Linked DNA regions of Capra hircus: region 1 is linked to region 2. Evidence: chromatin contacts called from public Hi-C data. All regions are on one chromosome and are shown on one strand. The core of a region is the stretch at or near the end of the contact, and the rest is flanking DNA. Distances in the headings are between cores, read along the strand shown.

Region 1 (6,671 bases), core at 757-3,256, 88 kb before region 2:
GCCTGGCTAAACAACTGTGTGGGCCACTATAACCATCGGTACTTCTTCTCTTTCTGCTTTTTCATGACTCTGGGCTGTGTCTACTGCAGCTACGGAAGCTGGGACCTTTTCCGGGAGGCTTATGCTGCCATCGAGGTGAGCCCATAGTTAGGAAAAAGGGCAGCTCAGTAGAGAGCACTCCGGGGTGTGGAATTTGTCCCTAAGAAGGGGCTGGTAGCACCCCCCCTCTCCTAGAGGCTTGAGAGTGTAACCAGCACTGTTTTCCATCCCCTTAGAAAATGAAACAGCTCGACAAGAACAAACTACAGGCGGTTGCCAACCAGGTGGGCTCTCCCCACCCCACTGCCTCCTCCTGCTCAGGCCAGGGGTATAGAGTTGCTGAGGCAACTGGGGCCCACCTGTTAGTCGAGTTGTAGAGACTGGGCTGAGGCCAGTCGAGACTGGATCAGGGGTGTTCTGGGGGCTGCCTGCCACAAGTAGGCCAAGTGGCCTGGGGACCAGCTGGGAGTCCCTGGTATGTGAGTTTTTGGCTCTCTATCCCATTTCATCTTCTTTGGGCTGAGCAAGTGCTCTGCCTTGGTGATGGCCTGAGCAGTGAGGAGTCCATGTCAGTCTGTGTGATGGGGTTCCAGGGGACAGAGGCCGGGCCGGGCCAGTCTGGCAATCCTTTGCTCCTGGTCTGTCTGCATCTGCATCAGGATCCCCGGGCCTTTTAGGACTCCTTGCTCTGAGCAGACTGTTGGCTTGAGCTTGTGCCTCTGCTGCCGTTTTGGTCCCTAGTGGGGCTCCCTGTTCTCTCCCTCCGTTCTATTCTGGGTGTGATCTGGTCCCCTCTAGGGGATTACAGCCACACAGTTCCAACTGGGAAGTGGAGTGGCTTCCCCTGGAGCCCCGTTTGTGTTGTCACAGCTAAAGGCCCAGGGTTGGTCCCTCCTGTGCTTTACCATCCTGTCCAGACCCGCTCTGCCCAGTGTATGTCCACACGACGATGCCACCGGCTTGGTCCACCCATCTGGCTGCTGCCCTGACTCCTCTGTGGCTTAACCCCCTCTCTTCTCCCCCTGGGCCTGGATCACTTCCCTGCCTGCAGGTGCTGGGTTCTGGTGGAGACCAGCAGAGTCAATGAGCCAGACTGTGCTGTTTTCTTTTTCTAGACTTACCATCAGACCCCACCACCCACCTTCTCCTTCCGAGAAAGAGTGACTCATAAGAGTCTTGTCTACCTCTGGTTCCTGTGCAGGTATCTTAACTCTCATTTTTGACAGGTTAAGCGGGGAGGGGCAGCTTCAGAAAGCCTTTTACAGAGCCCACACAGGCAGGAACCCCTCCCTGTATGAACTGTTGCTGTTCTTAGTCTCACTTAGGTTGGCCAAGAGTAGAGCTTAATTTTCCCCAGCATTCTGGGGGAGGGAACACAAAGGACTTGGCACTGAGGGTTTGGTATGTGCCAAGGGAAGTTCAACTCCTCCTTATAAGAGCAGATGCATTTTGTAGAGGAGGAAAATTGCAGATGTGAGGGGGTGAGGTGATCTGTTCCATGATACGCAAGTAGACACGGTAGAGCTGGAATCTGATGTGCCATTTTACTTTGATCCTTGGTGCTTACTCCCCTTTCTTGTCTCCCAAGCATGGGTATTTTAGGAAATATATAACATTTTCATTAGTAATAGACTTACTTCCCCATTCTTCTTGCCTCATGATTTATTCTTGGCCCATATAGATGCTTTTTCATGGATGCTGTTTTTATCAGTAGATGCAGTGAAGTAAAAGTTCATTTAGGACCCCTCAGCTGGGAGAGAAGGCAGAAGTCCCTCACCAGTCACTGTTGCTCAGTGCAATTTCAGACCTACTCATGGCCTCTAACCCTCTCCGTGCTGCCCCCCAATCTTTGCCCTTCTCTTCTCAGTTCTGTGGCACTGGCCCTGGGTGCCCTGACTGCATGGCACGCCGTGCTCATCAGTCGAGGTGAGACGAGCATCGAAAGGCACATCAACAGGAAGGAGCGTCAGCGGCTGCAGGCCAAGGGCAGAGTGAGTAGGGCTGGGGCTGGGGTGCTGGGCGCGTAGGAAAACCAAACCTGCTGCTGTGACGAGCTGGTTTTTCCCCCATGGTCAGGGCCAACTAGGGCAGGCCTGAAGCCCAGAACTTGCCTAGCCAATTTAGGCTCAAAATTGGTGTAAAGAAAAGGGTTCCTAGAAACGTTTTTCTTTGCTCTAGGTTTTTAGGAATCATTACAACTATGGCTGCTTGGACAACTGGAAGGTATTCCTGGGTGTGGACACAGGAAGGTAAAGTAAATGTAGCTCAGCGCTGTCCGTTGCACTTTCTGTGTTGGGAACAACATACTACACCTGTGTTGCCTAAGACATGAGCCACTAGTCACATATGGCTTCTGAGTGCTCGAAACGTGGCTCATGTATTAGTGGATTGAATTTTAATTTCATTTTCACCAATTTCATTAGGCACATGTGGCTAATGGCTACTATACTGGTACAGCAGCAGATGACTACAGTAGAATCCTGAAAGCTGTTCTCAGGAAGGGACCTCTAGCTAGGGTCTGTTGGCCACTGGTGACCTCCCATTTGTATGGCAGTGTTGGATTTCAAGCAGACGACTTGTGGGAGTGAAGTTGTGACAGAGGTCCTAAGACAATAAATGAAGCTAGCTCCCTCAGCCCAAGCGACAGATAAATCATTTTCTAGATTGCAACTGCTGAGGCAGTAATAAGTAGGTGACCATTAAGTGCCTGCCCTCTTCCCTTTTCTATCCTTATCATTGCTGCCTGTCACTATGCTCGCAGTGCCCATTATAGCTCAAAACCTCTAAAGGCCTTCAAGGCACGAGAGGGTGTATTTCTTGGACTAAATTGGAACTTATGTTACTTTTGTGATGAATGCCAAGGTAGCTTCAGACTGCCTTGAGCTATCTTTGCTGTGGCATGAGGATCAGGGAGGAAGACTGGGAACGCTTGGGTCTCAGGAGTATTTGTCTTCTCTTACAGGCACTGGCTTACTCGGGTGTTGTTACCTTCCAGTCACTTGCCCCACGGGAACGGAATAAGCTGGGATCCCCCGCCCTGGGTGACTGCTCACTCAGCCTCTGTGATGGCAGTGTGAGCGTGTAAGCTGGAGTGTGTCAGCCACAACTTGAGTACCACCCTGCTTCCTGCGTTGCCTCAAGGGCCTCCAAGGATAGCTTCTTGGGATCCTTGAGCCAAAAGAGCCAGTGGGCCTGCCCCCAAGGTACCATGCAGGGACAACTCAAGGACTGATCTCCTGGCTGCTGCAGAAGCAAGGCACGATGTGGAGAAATCCTAGGACTGATGTCCCTTTACTCAGGCAAACAGAAGTTCCAGCCCCAGACTGGAGATCAGGCAGCTAGCAACCTTGCCAGGTTGACCCCGACCTCCTCCAGGTTACAGCACTGGGGTTGGCCACCACCTCTTCCACTTGCCGTCAACAGCTGAATGGTAGAGATGAGATTCTGGCTTCTCAACAGGGCAAAGATACCAGGCCTGCTGCTGAGGTCACTGCCACTTCTCATGTGCTGCTGAAGGGAGCAAAAATAAAGGTATTTGATTTTGTAAGGACTGTAGCTTTTCACTCTTTGCCTTTCCTGTGGGATGGGGAAAGGGAAATTGGGGTCAGGGCCTAGTGAGCAGATGTTCTGGTCCTGCCACCCGTGCCTCACTTGGAGGGGTTGGATGTCCTCAACAATTCCTATCGTTTCTCTTCTAGGTCAAGCAGTGATGCTTCTGAGGCATAAGTGGAAGAGGGAAATAACTGACAGCCCCGTTACCAAAAAAATCTTTATTCTCCAGCAGGTACACACACACCACCCTCCCTGGTCCTCAGGGCCACACACATCTGCATTCACCCTCAGCAGCATAGCTCCTTTTTTCTGACATATAAATGGAAGAGCCTCAAGACCAAGGATCATTCTTCAAACACAAGTAGTCTCACACGCAGTTACTTCCCAAATCCATTAGAAATCAGGATTCCTGTATTTCTTGTATAGCCATGCGGCAGAGGCCTGGCATTTGTGTTGTGTCTGTGGGAAAGGCAGTCACGGGCCAGCGGTCTCCCTGCCTGGGCAAGGCGGCTCGATGGTTAGTAACTTCAGGTTAGGCCGTCAGCCAGTGTAGGCCAGGGATGGGGGCTCAGCTGCCAGGGCTCCCCAGCAGAAACCTGGAGGCAAAAAGAATGTTGACAGCACTGGCGGTGAGGCTCACTTCAGTCCTGTCTCTCCCCGTGACCTAGAAACTCACCATTCTCCCCTGGCTGACACTGCTTCCTTGCGCACCAGCCTCTTCTTGTCATCCAGGGGTTTGGCTAAGGCCCGGATCACCTGTGGTTTGTATGGTAGCAGCTGTGGAGTTAGAGGACTTCATCTTAGCCTTGTTCAACCAAGGTAACCAAAAAAGTTGCTCTGACTCTACATCTAATAGTCTTCCTATTCTTGTACTGACTCCAGACAGTCAGTACAGCCTCCTGTGTGGCGGGCTGGCCATTCTATTTTCAGGGACTCAGGAAATCCTTGCCTATCTGTACTATATAGTGCATATCTCAGTAGCACAGCCAGGTGGCCAGTCCTGCCTGCTTAAGGCAGAAAGGTGCCCTTGGCTCTTCTAGGAAGTTTCCGGGCCAGAGAGGGACACCTGTGGTACTCACCACGGGGGTGGGCAGGCGAGTGAGAGCGTGCATGCACTGCAGTGCAGCGATCCGGACTGCCTGGAACACAACCATAAGGAGGTGAGGGGAAGCCCACGAAGGGGAGACGTACAGGCCGAAGAGTCGTCAGGGCTCAACGCACCATGGAAGGGCTGGCACTGAGGGTCAGGAACTTGGTGACGAGGGTGTCGACGTGGAGACTCATGACCTGGGGCGCTTCCAGTAGAAGAGGCTGAAGGCAGCTGAGGGTTGAGAGCTGCACCACAGAGTCAGGGCAGGACAGGGCCTCCAGCAGCAGGGAGAGCAGCTAAGGGGTCACAGGAAAGGGTGGAGTGACCACATCTTTGATAAGCCTGCTTCTCCTCCCCTTTCCAGACCCAGCATGGGGAGGACAATGGCTTTGTCCCTGTTTAGAGGCTGTGACGGCAAGGCTTACCGTGGGCAGCTCTGGCAAGAGCACAGGCTTTGGTAGCCTGTTAAGTACATGAGACAGACCCTTCAGGTAGTTTGGCTTCACATCTGCAAAAAATGGAAAAGCTTAGGGGAAAACTGGGCTCAGAGAGAGCTTGGGATTTCAATTCCAATCTATGGTGAAGCTGGGACATCAGCCTACAGAGATTTTTATTTTTATTTAAAAAAAAAAAAAGCCCCTCAGGCTCAGAATAGGCAAGGTATACCCATCAAAGGAAAAGAGTGGGTCAAGAATCTAGATGTTCTGCCCTCCGACAGAGGCCTACTATGCTCTAAAGAAGCACTCAGGTCCTAAATTCTGACTGTGGCCTGAACAAAGGAGAGGTCTATATATTTGAGGGCCTTCCTCTAACCTCTCCTCACCTTGCGGGGCAGCATGGAAGCCCCGGACCAAAGCGGGCACGTTATCCGTGAAGAACCGCTGGCGGAACATGATCCGCACTTCAGCATGGCCAGCACGAGTTAGCACGTCAGTGCAGTCGGACATGAGCAGAGAGAAGCCATCAGCTGCTGCCGGGCCTAGTTCTGGATCACTCAGGAGGCCCATGAGCTGGAGGAAAGAGAGCTTTTGAGGTACATCAGTGGGGAAGGATCTTAAATACTATGAAGAGGACAGCAGTCATTTTGGGGAGGAAGGGGATCAAGAGCGAAGTTGCTGTTTAGATTCTAGGTTCTGCTTGTTCAGCAAAGACTTACCTGCTCTGTAAGGCAGGAACTGAGAGGATGGTATCTAAGCACTAAGGCCTTTGTGACCTGTCACCAGAGAGAAAGAAAAGTCAGGGCAAGATGCCCAAACCCTGAGAAGCATGCAGGGTTCAATGGAGAGATTTAACCAGATTAACTGCTCTAACAAACTGCATTCCGACTCCTTACCCAGAGAAGCAGTGTGAAGGCCTGACTACGACAGGGCCCAGAGCTCAGCCCAGCTTCCACTTTGTCCACAGCCAGCTGCAGAAATTCATCCAGCTCTTGCCCTAAAAAGGAGGTAGGAAATGCTGACGCACGTGTGTCTGTTTTGACAACAAAGGCTGTAAATCCTTTAAATGCAGAAGCCATTAGAAAAGAACCATGTCATTTTAGCTGTGGACTTGGCCCACTTAGCTCTAGGACACCATCATGAGCCTGGGATTCTCATAATGTTGGGGTGCTGGCATAGAAAAGTCTACTTCTAATAAAAAGTCTTTTTTTCGAAAAGAGCTGTCCACTTCTAATAAAGAATTAGCCCTGATAGCCCCCTGCAGGGAACAGGAGGGACGGAACCAGACAGAGCACTCTGGTTGAAACCCTCATCATCTTCCATTCTATAAAGCTTTGCCCAGCTCTGGTCTTGACTCCTGTCCCAAGGGCTGTCCCATGGAAAGCCTGATTATATTAGCAAACTCCTTTTAAAAAGAGAATGAGTGACTACTAAACTTCAAGACTGCATCAGAAGTTGATTCTCCCTCCAGTACCTGCAGGGTGCTTGTTTAGGAGTCCTGCGAAGCACTTGGCGGCTGCAGTAGAGGAGAAGGGGCAGCTTTGGCAGCAGCT
Region 2 (6,636 bases), core at 4,101-6,600:
TATTTTTAGTCATGGGAATATACATGGACAGTACTATAAGTGTGAAATAAACAGCAGGTTGTGTATTGGCACAAAAACAGTTAAATCCTTTTCTATAACAAGGATTATTTTTAGCACAAATTGGTTTTTGTTTTTAAAACTCTATTTAGAACTCCAGCTCTACTGAGAAAAGTGAGGAAAGGGAGCTGAAAGGAAGCGCGTCTGAGTGTCAGCAGGGGTTACTTCTTTTTTAAAAAAATCATATTTATTTATCTCTGGCTGTGCTGGGTCTTCGTTGCTGTGTGGGCTTTCTGTAGTTGCGGCGAGCAGGGGAAGGCCTCTTTAGTTGTGGCGGTCAGGCTTGCCCACTGCAGAGCCTGGGGGCACTTAGGCTTCCGTAGTCGCAGCTCCTACCCTCTAGAACAGAGGCTCCTTAGTTGTAGCCTGTTGGCTTAGTTGCTCGACGGCATGTGGGATCTTCTTGGATCAGGAACTGAACCCATGTCCCCTGCATTGGCAGGCAGGTTCTTTACCGGTGAGCCACCAGGGAAGCCCCAGCAATGGTCACTTCTAAATGGTGGGATTCTTGAGTAAGTTTTCTCCAATGGCAGCACGGTACAGACCATGGTCAGAGAGTGACCTTCTGATTCAGAAAACCTGGCCTTAAATTGGTACCTGTGGGGCTTTAGACCAATGACAACAAGCTCTCTGGGTCTCACTTTCCCCATCTGTTGGGTTGTTTTGAGTCTAAAATGCCTAGCCTGTGATCTGGCACAAGCTGGGTCCGAAAATGGTCACAGTTGTTTTTTTGTTTTTTGACACAACTACATTTTTTCCAGAATTTTAAAATACTGAACACGTTCAATTTTATAATCAAAGAAAGAGAATAAAATTAAGACTTAACTAGCAGCAATAAAGGCAGTATATGCTTTGCTGACAAAAGGGGTTTTCACCCCCAGGTGGGGTTTGTGCAGTTTCCAGACTCTTCCCTGAGTCCAGGAAGGGGCCCAGAGACCCAAATGCTCAGGAACCACAGCAGTGAGGGCTGGGGAGGCTGGGCTGGGAGAGGGCGGACCGCAGTCCTGGCTTTTACACATGCAGAGCTTCTCCCTTCTGTCCTGCCCAGGACGCAACGAGCCCCTCAAGAAGGAGCGGCTGAAGTGGAAGAGCGACTACCCGATGACTGATGGCCAGCTGCGGAGCAAGAGGGATGAGTTCTGGGACACGGCGCCCGCCTTCGAGGGCCGCAAGGAGATCTGGGATGCCCTCAAGGCTGCTGCCTATGCGGCCGAGGCCAACGACCACGAGCTGGCTCAGGCCATCCTGGATGGAGCCAGCATCACCTTGCCCCATGGTCAGTGGGCAGGGCAGGGGCTATCTCCACCAGAGCAAGGGGGCTGTTGGTGGGAGAGAGCCAGTGGCCAGCCCCATGTCGGGCACTTCCATGCAGGCTGTGGGTGGCAAGTGTGGCTAGTCATTTGTTCATTCAAGCAACCGTTATGAGCATAGACCAGGAGCAGGACACCAAGAGGATGAGAACACAGTCCCTGCTTGCCTAGGGAGGGTGTGGAGAGACAGCACACCTCCAGGCAGTGTGATGCGAGCAAGTTAAAGATCACTTGGGGCCCTTGGGGATCCTAGCACACCTCAGGTACCAACCTTCTGTTGAGTAGTATTATATGCTGGGCACCGAGCTAGAAGCTTCTATTGCATCATTTCATTTAAGTTCATAACAGCCCCTGAGGCTGTGTAAAGCAGAGAATAACAGTGGAAACTCTGTAGAGTCAGAAACTGGGTTTTAACCGTGTCTCTTTCCTAACTGTGTGACCTTGAGCTTCTTGAATTTAAAGCCCAAGTGACTTATCAGTTATAAAGTGGGGATACCTACCTCATAGGATGGGTGTTAGGATTCAACAAGATACAGATAACATCATTTAGTCCAGTCTCAGCACGTAGTAGGTGCTTGAGATACAGGAAATATACTACTACATGCAATACACTGTACCAGTAAGAAGACTGAAGCCCGCTAGGTATGAGTCATGAAGAGCAGGGCCTATGCTATTTCAGTCAGCCTTATAATGCCGGCACGTAGCACATATGCTCAGGAAGGGGTTGTTGAGTGAACAAATGAAGAGTAATTTGCTAGGGTTGAATGAGCCAGAACCTGGTGGAGCCAGAATGCCAGCCCAGGTCTTGCTGACTCCACCTCAGGCCCCCACCATCTGTATAAGGAAGGCCTGACTGTGGGGTGGGTTTGAGGACTGGGGGGGGGACCATGACAGGTATATTTGCCGCTCAGTCTGCTATAGCAAAATACTGCAGACTGAGCGGCTCACGAAACAACGGAAATTTAGTCTGAGAAGCCCAAGATCAAAGTAGCAGCTGATTTGGGTTTTGGTGAGAAGTGTCTTCCTGGCTTGTAAATGCCACCTGCTCACTAAGTCCTCATCGTGGGAGGAGAGAGAGAGAGCTTTCTGGTAACTCTTCTTATAAGGGCACTAATCCCCTGGATCAAGGCTCCACCTAAATGACCTCACTTAACCATAATTGCTCCCATATAGGCTCCTACCTCCAAATACAGTGGTGCTGAGGGTTAGGGCTTCAGTGTATGACTATGATGGAGGGGACGCAAGTTAATCCATATCTGGGTCCCCAAGCCAACTCTGACCGCCCTGCCTTTCCCACAGGCACCCTCTGTGAATGCTACGATGAGCTGGGCAATCGCTATCAACTCCCCATCTACTGCCTGTCGCCACCCGTGAACCTGCTTCTGGAGCACACCGAAGAGGAGAGCCTGGAGCCCCCTGAGCCCACCCCCAGCGTGCGCCGAGAGTTCCCGCTGAAGGTGCGCCTCTCCACGGGCAAGGACGTGAGGCTCAGTGCCAGCCTGCCCGACACGGTGGGGCAGCTCAAGAGGCAGCTGCACACCCAGGAGGGCATCGAGCCATCCTGGCAGCGATGGTTCTTCTCCGGAAAGCTGCTCACAGACCGCACGCGGCTCCAGGAAACCAAGATCCAGAAAGATTTTGTCATCCAGGTCATCATCAACCAGCCCCCGCCGCCCCAGGACTGAGGAGCCCATGGACCCCTGGGCAGAGAGGCCAGGGAGCTCTCTGCAGGGCCGAGAGGCCTCCCGCCTGGAGCCCTAGGCCCCCCCACCCTGCCGCTGCCTTTGAGAGCTGTCCTGTTCTTCAGGGGCACCTCTTGTGTACGGCTGCTGGGCAAGCCCTGAGAGGACCCTGCTTCCCGGGGACACCACGGGCCACCAGTGCACAGCACCCAGGAACCAGTGTGCTGCCACACACCAGCCTTGCCAACTTGGTCAGAGAAAAAGCAACCAGGGCCCTCCACTCGGTCTCTGTCTCCTGAGGCAGGTTCGAGCCAACGAGGGCCAACCCGGAGGCCCCTGGAGCCCAGATCTGTCCTCTGGTGCTGATGGCTGTGCTCACTCCGGTTTTCTGCTCAGGGTCTGAAGCAGCTGCTGTCTCCCTCCCCTGACTCCGCCCTGGGCACAGGGCCAGTGCCCTGGAGGGGAGGAGACCATGCTTGAGCCCCAGGGGTCAGGAGCCTGAGGCTGGCCTCTGCCTCTCCCAGCCCCTGGCACAATTGGCAGAGAGGAGGCAGTGGCTGGGCAGTGGTGGCCGGGGTCTGCACAGGGCCATCTCCTGGCTGTGACCCTGGCGGTGGGGGGTCTGCAGCCTGGTCATGGCCCCACGGCAGGTCCCTGTGTATAGACATATCTGCATATTTATCAATAAAGCCTTTTGCTCCTTCCTTCTTGCTTGCCTGGCGTTGACTCTAGGTTCTAGTGCAGCTCTGTGGAGCCTGGAGCCAGTTCAGGGGGGTGGAGCAGGTGGATGTGCAGCCTGCCCAGCAGCTCTGGGCACCACAGAGAGTATGGTGAAGCAAGCCGCGAACTGCTGGTGTTCAGGCCTGCGTTCCCGTGGGTCCTCAGGGAAACCCACGTAACCTCCGAGCCCGCTTTGATTATCTTTCAAGTGGAGGTGGTGCCACCTGCCCTGCCCCCTCCCTCCGTTGCTGGCAGGATTCAATGGGATAACGGACGTGAACTCACTTTGAAAGCCAAGGTGGCACCTCAGGCAGCATTAGTTAACCTGCTGCTCTGCTCCTGCAGCTCAAGTGCTGGCTTCCCTCTCCAGTCCCTGAGCCAGGCCCTTGGGACTGGGCGATGTGCAGTGTCCTGGAGAGAGTACCCTCAGTGACATGACAGTGAAATCTCTGACAACATTCCGATGATGAGCCTGTGTTGGCTTGCCACCAAGAGAAGCAGAGGGCAGAAGGAGCTGGGTCTTGTGCTTCCTTAAGGGAGAGCGTGCAGGTAAGCAGAGAGGGGCATCTTAGATAAGGCTGTTTGGCTTAGGGCAAGCCACGTGAGTGTCGCGGAAGCACGGGGCTGTGGCATCTTTGGTTCACTGGTAGGTTAAACCTGGGTTGTGGTGACCCAGGGCTTGCTCCCACAGATCCAGGTGTGGAACTCAGCGAAGCAGGTCTGCCTTTCTCCAGTTGGGAGTAGTTTTCTTTCTCAGTGAGCATAACCACCAGTCAGGGCAGCCTGACAGGGAAACCAGGGAGGGAAGGATGATCAGCTGGAGCTGGAGTCCTTGTCAGCAGGGCTTAGCCCTGCATTCTGGCCCTTTTGGTGGCTTCTTTTGAAGCAAGATTCTGTAAGTCCCCCAGAGGTCCCCTGAGACAGACAGGTGAGGTTTCTCAGGGACTCACGGGTTTCCCAGGCGGCGCAGTGGCGAAGAATCCGCCTACCAATGCAGGAGACACGAAAGTTGAGGGTTCGATCCCTGTGTCAGGAAGATCCCTTGAGAAGGATACGGCAACCCTCTGCAGTATTCTTGCTGCGAAAATTTCATGGACTAAGGAACCTGGCGGGCTACAGTCCGTGGGGTCGGAAAGAGTTGAACGCAACTGAGCACCCAAGCATAGCATGGACTTGCAGCCAAATGCAGCGATGCTTCACTAGGGGGCGCTCTGGGACGCCAGAGACGCAAAGATCTGCGAGAGCTACAGGCAGAGGGAGGCAACTCCCCGTCTCCCCACACCCCATCCAGCACTGCAGCCCAGAGGAGACGGTGTCTGCGCCTCCCCAGAGCCAGCGAGCCTGTTCTCAGACAGCCTGGGAATGTAGGCCTATCTTGGGTTTCCACATTTGGGTCCCCACACTGGGACTGGCTGGGCAGGATTTCTAGGCATCCAGCAGGTGGCACTGCCATCAGAGCTAAGAGCAGCCAGGGGTCCTTGGAGCAGCCTGGCTACCCTGGCTGAGGCCCAGCTGGGCCCGAGCACTCAGGACAGGCGCCAGGCAGGCTCCTTCCTGCAATCCCTGCTCTCAAGGCACTGGGCCTTCCGACTCTAATAGGCCAGGGGCTCGGGGTTGCAACTGTCCCATCCTTCCCCCTGCACCCTGGGGCTGCCTGGGGTGAAGGTGACAGGTGGGGGAGGCAGGTGGAGAATTGGGCCAGTGAGCTCATGACAAAAGCGCCTAGCAGGGCGGGGGTGGTGGCCCTGGCATATAAAGCCCCTGGGGCCTGCCGAGGCGGCTTGCGACGGCACCATGGCAGACTCTGAGGAGGTGCAGCGGGCCACGGCGCTTATTGAGGAGCGGCTGGCACAGGAGGAGGAGAATGAGGTAGGGCTGGGGTGGGGGGCCAAGGGGGTTCTGGGGACACCCAACTCTGCTGTGAAGGGAAGGCAGAACCTGGCTGCCATACCTGGCAGGAAGGATGACAGGTGTCCTCAAGGGCCCAGTTGGTGCTATTCCAGGGTGCTCCTGAGAGGGCGTTGTTGGTAGTGGGAAATGAAGGCTTTAGCCCCCAGATCTTGAGAGACAAGTGGCGAGCCAAGCTGGGTTCCACGAGACCCTGTCTGCTCACTTGGGCCTTGAGAAGACGGGCTAAGCTACACAGAGCAGGACAGCCAGGATGCGGCCTGGGAGTGCGGGGCCCCGAGATCCCCCAGCTGCTGGGTGGGAGGCTGGGACAAAAGAAACTCCAGTGTTTGGTCCCTGAAGAAGGATAAAGACTGGGAGCAGAGTGAGGAAGGGATGCTGGCAAAGGAAACCTGGGTTTTCTAGGACCATCAGCCACACCAGGGGAGGCCTCTGAGCACAGAGGCTCTGGACAGTTGCATTTTCTGTGGAATAAGGAAGCAAGGGAGGAAAGTGTGGGCTGGTCCCACTGTTCATTTGATGGAAACGAATACTTGACCTGGGGTTTCTCTGCCAAGTGCCTGATGCTGGGAGGAATGAGGGGCTCAGTAAGGTCAGCCCCTGCCTCTCCCTTACCAACCCTGTGTTTATTTTAGCTGACATTTGTCAGGCTCACAGTCAACTCAGAAATTGTTGGCAGAGTGGAGACAGGGTGAAATAGAGGTGTAACTCAGAATGAAGGAGCACAGAACGTGGGTGATCACGTTGACCACGGACCCTCTTGAGGACTTCTCTGCGGACAGGAGGGCACTGAGTCAGGCCTTCAGGGATGGCGAGTGGTGATCAGGATGGGGAGGGCATTCCAAGCTAAGGAAACGGCAGGTGCTAATTTCCAGGTGTGGAAATGTGACGTCAGGAGGGAGTCTGGCAGTAGGGGCTGAGGCTGGGAAGGCAGGCAGGGCACAAACCAGCAGGCAAGG

Evidence for each region. Hi-C and Micro-C count contacts between places; a contact is called where the count stands out from the background.
Region 1: a Hi-C map of blood shows a contact between it and region 2, with 2.1 times the contacts expected there. The contact joins the enhancer-like site here to the promoter of ANKRD2 in region 2. A contact is called at or near these places in 3 of 5 Hi-C or Micro-C datasets (blood and liver).

What each region holds. Positions count from the first base shown.
Region 1 is chr26:32,941,061-32,947,731 of ARS1.2, reverse strand. ZDHHC16 (probable palmitoyltransferase ZDHHC16) reads left to right here. Exons shown (of 10, transcript XM_005698290.3): 6 at 2-135; 7 at 1,155-1,240; 8 at 1,907-2,030; 9 at 2,218-2,288; 10 at 3,002-3,590. The coding sequence ends at 3,116. MMS19 (MMS19 nucleotide excision repair protein homolog) reads right to left here. Exons shown (of 31, transcript XM_018041300.1): 23 at 6,593-6,671; 24 at 6,015-6,115; 25 at 5,838-5,894; 26 at 5,505-5,691; 27 at 5,107-5,189; 28 at 4,813-4,977; 29 at 4,671-4,730; 30 at 4,268-4,368; 31 at 3,795-4,187. The coding sequence ends at 4,160. Among named protein-coding and RNA genes, the nearest start is that of ZDHHC16, 9.3 kb to the left of the region's middle. Within about 2 kb of position 2,006, at least 1 of the 5 cell types and tissues checked has an H3K27ac peak or open chromatin away from gene starts, as enhancers often do.
Region 2 is chr26:32,856,306-32,862,941 of ARS1.2, reverse strand. It overlaps ANKRD2 (ankyrin repeat domain-containing protein 2), which reads left to right and starts at 5,350. Exons shown (of 10, transcript XM_005698297.3): 1 at 5,350-5,531; 2 at 5,533-5,638. The coding sequence starts at 5,479. It overlaps UBTD1 (ubiquitin domain-containing protein 1), which reads left to right. Exons shown (of 3, transcript XM_018041303.1): 2 at 1,106-1,333; 3 at 2,667-3,753. The coding sequence ends at 3,052.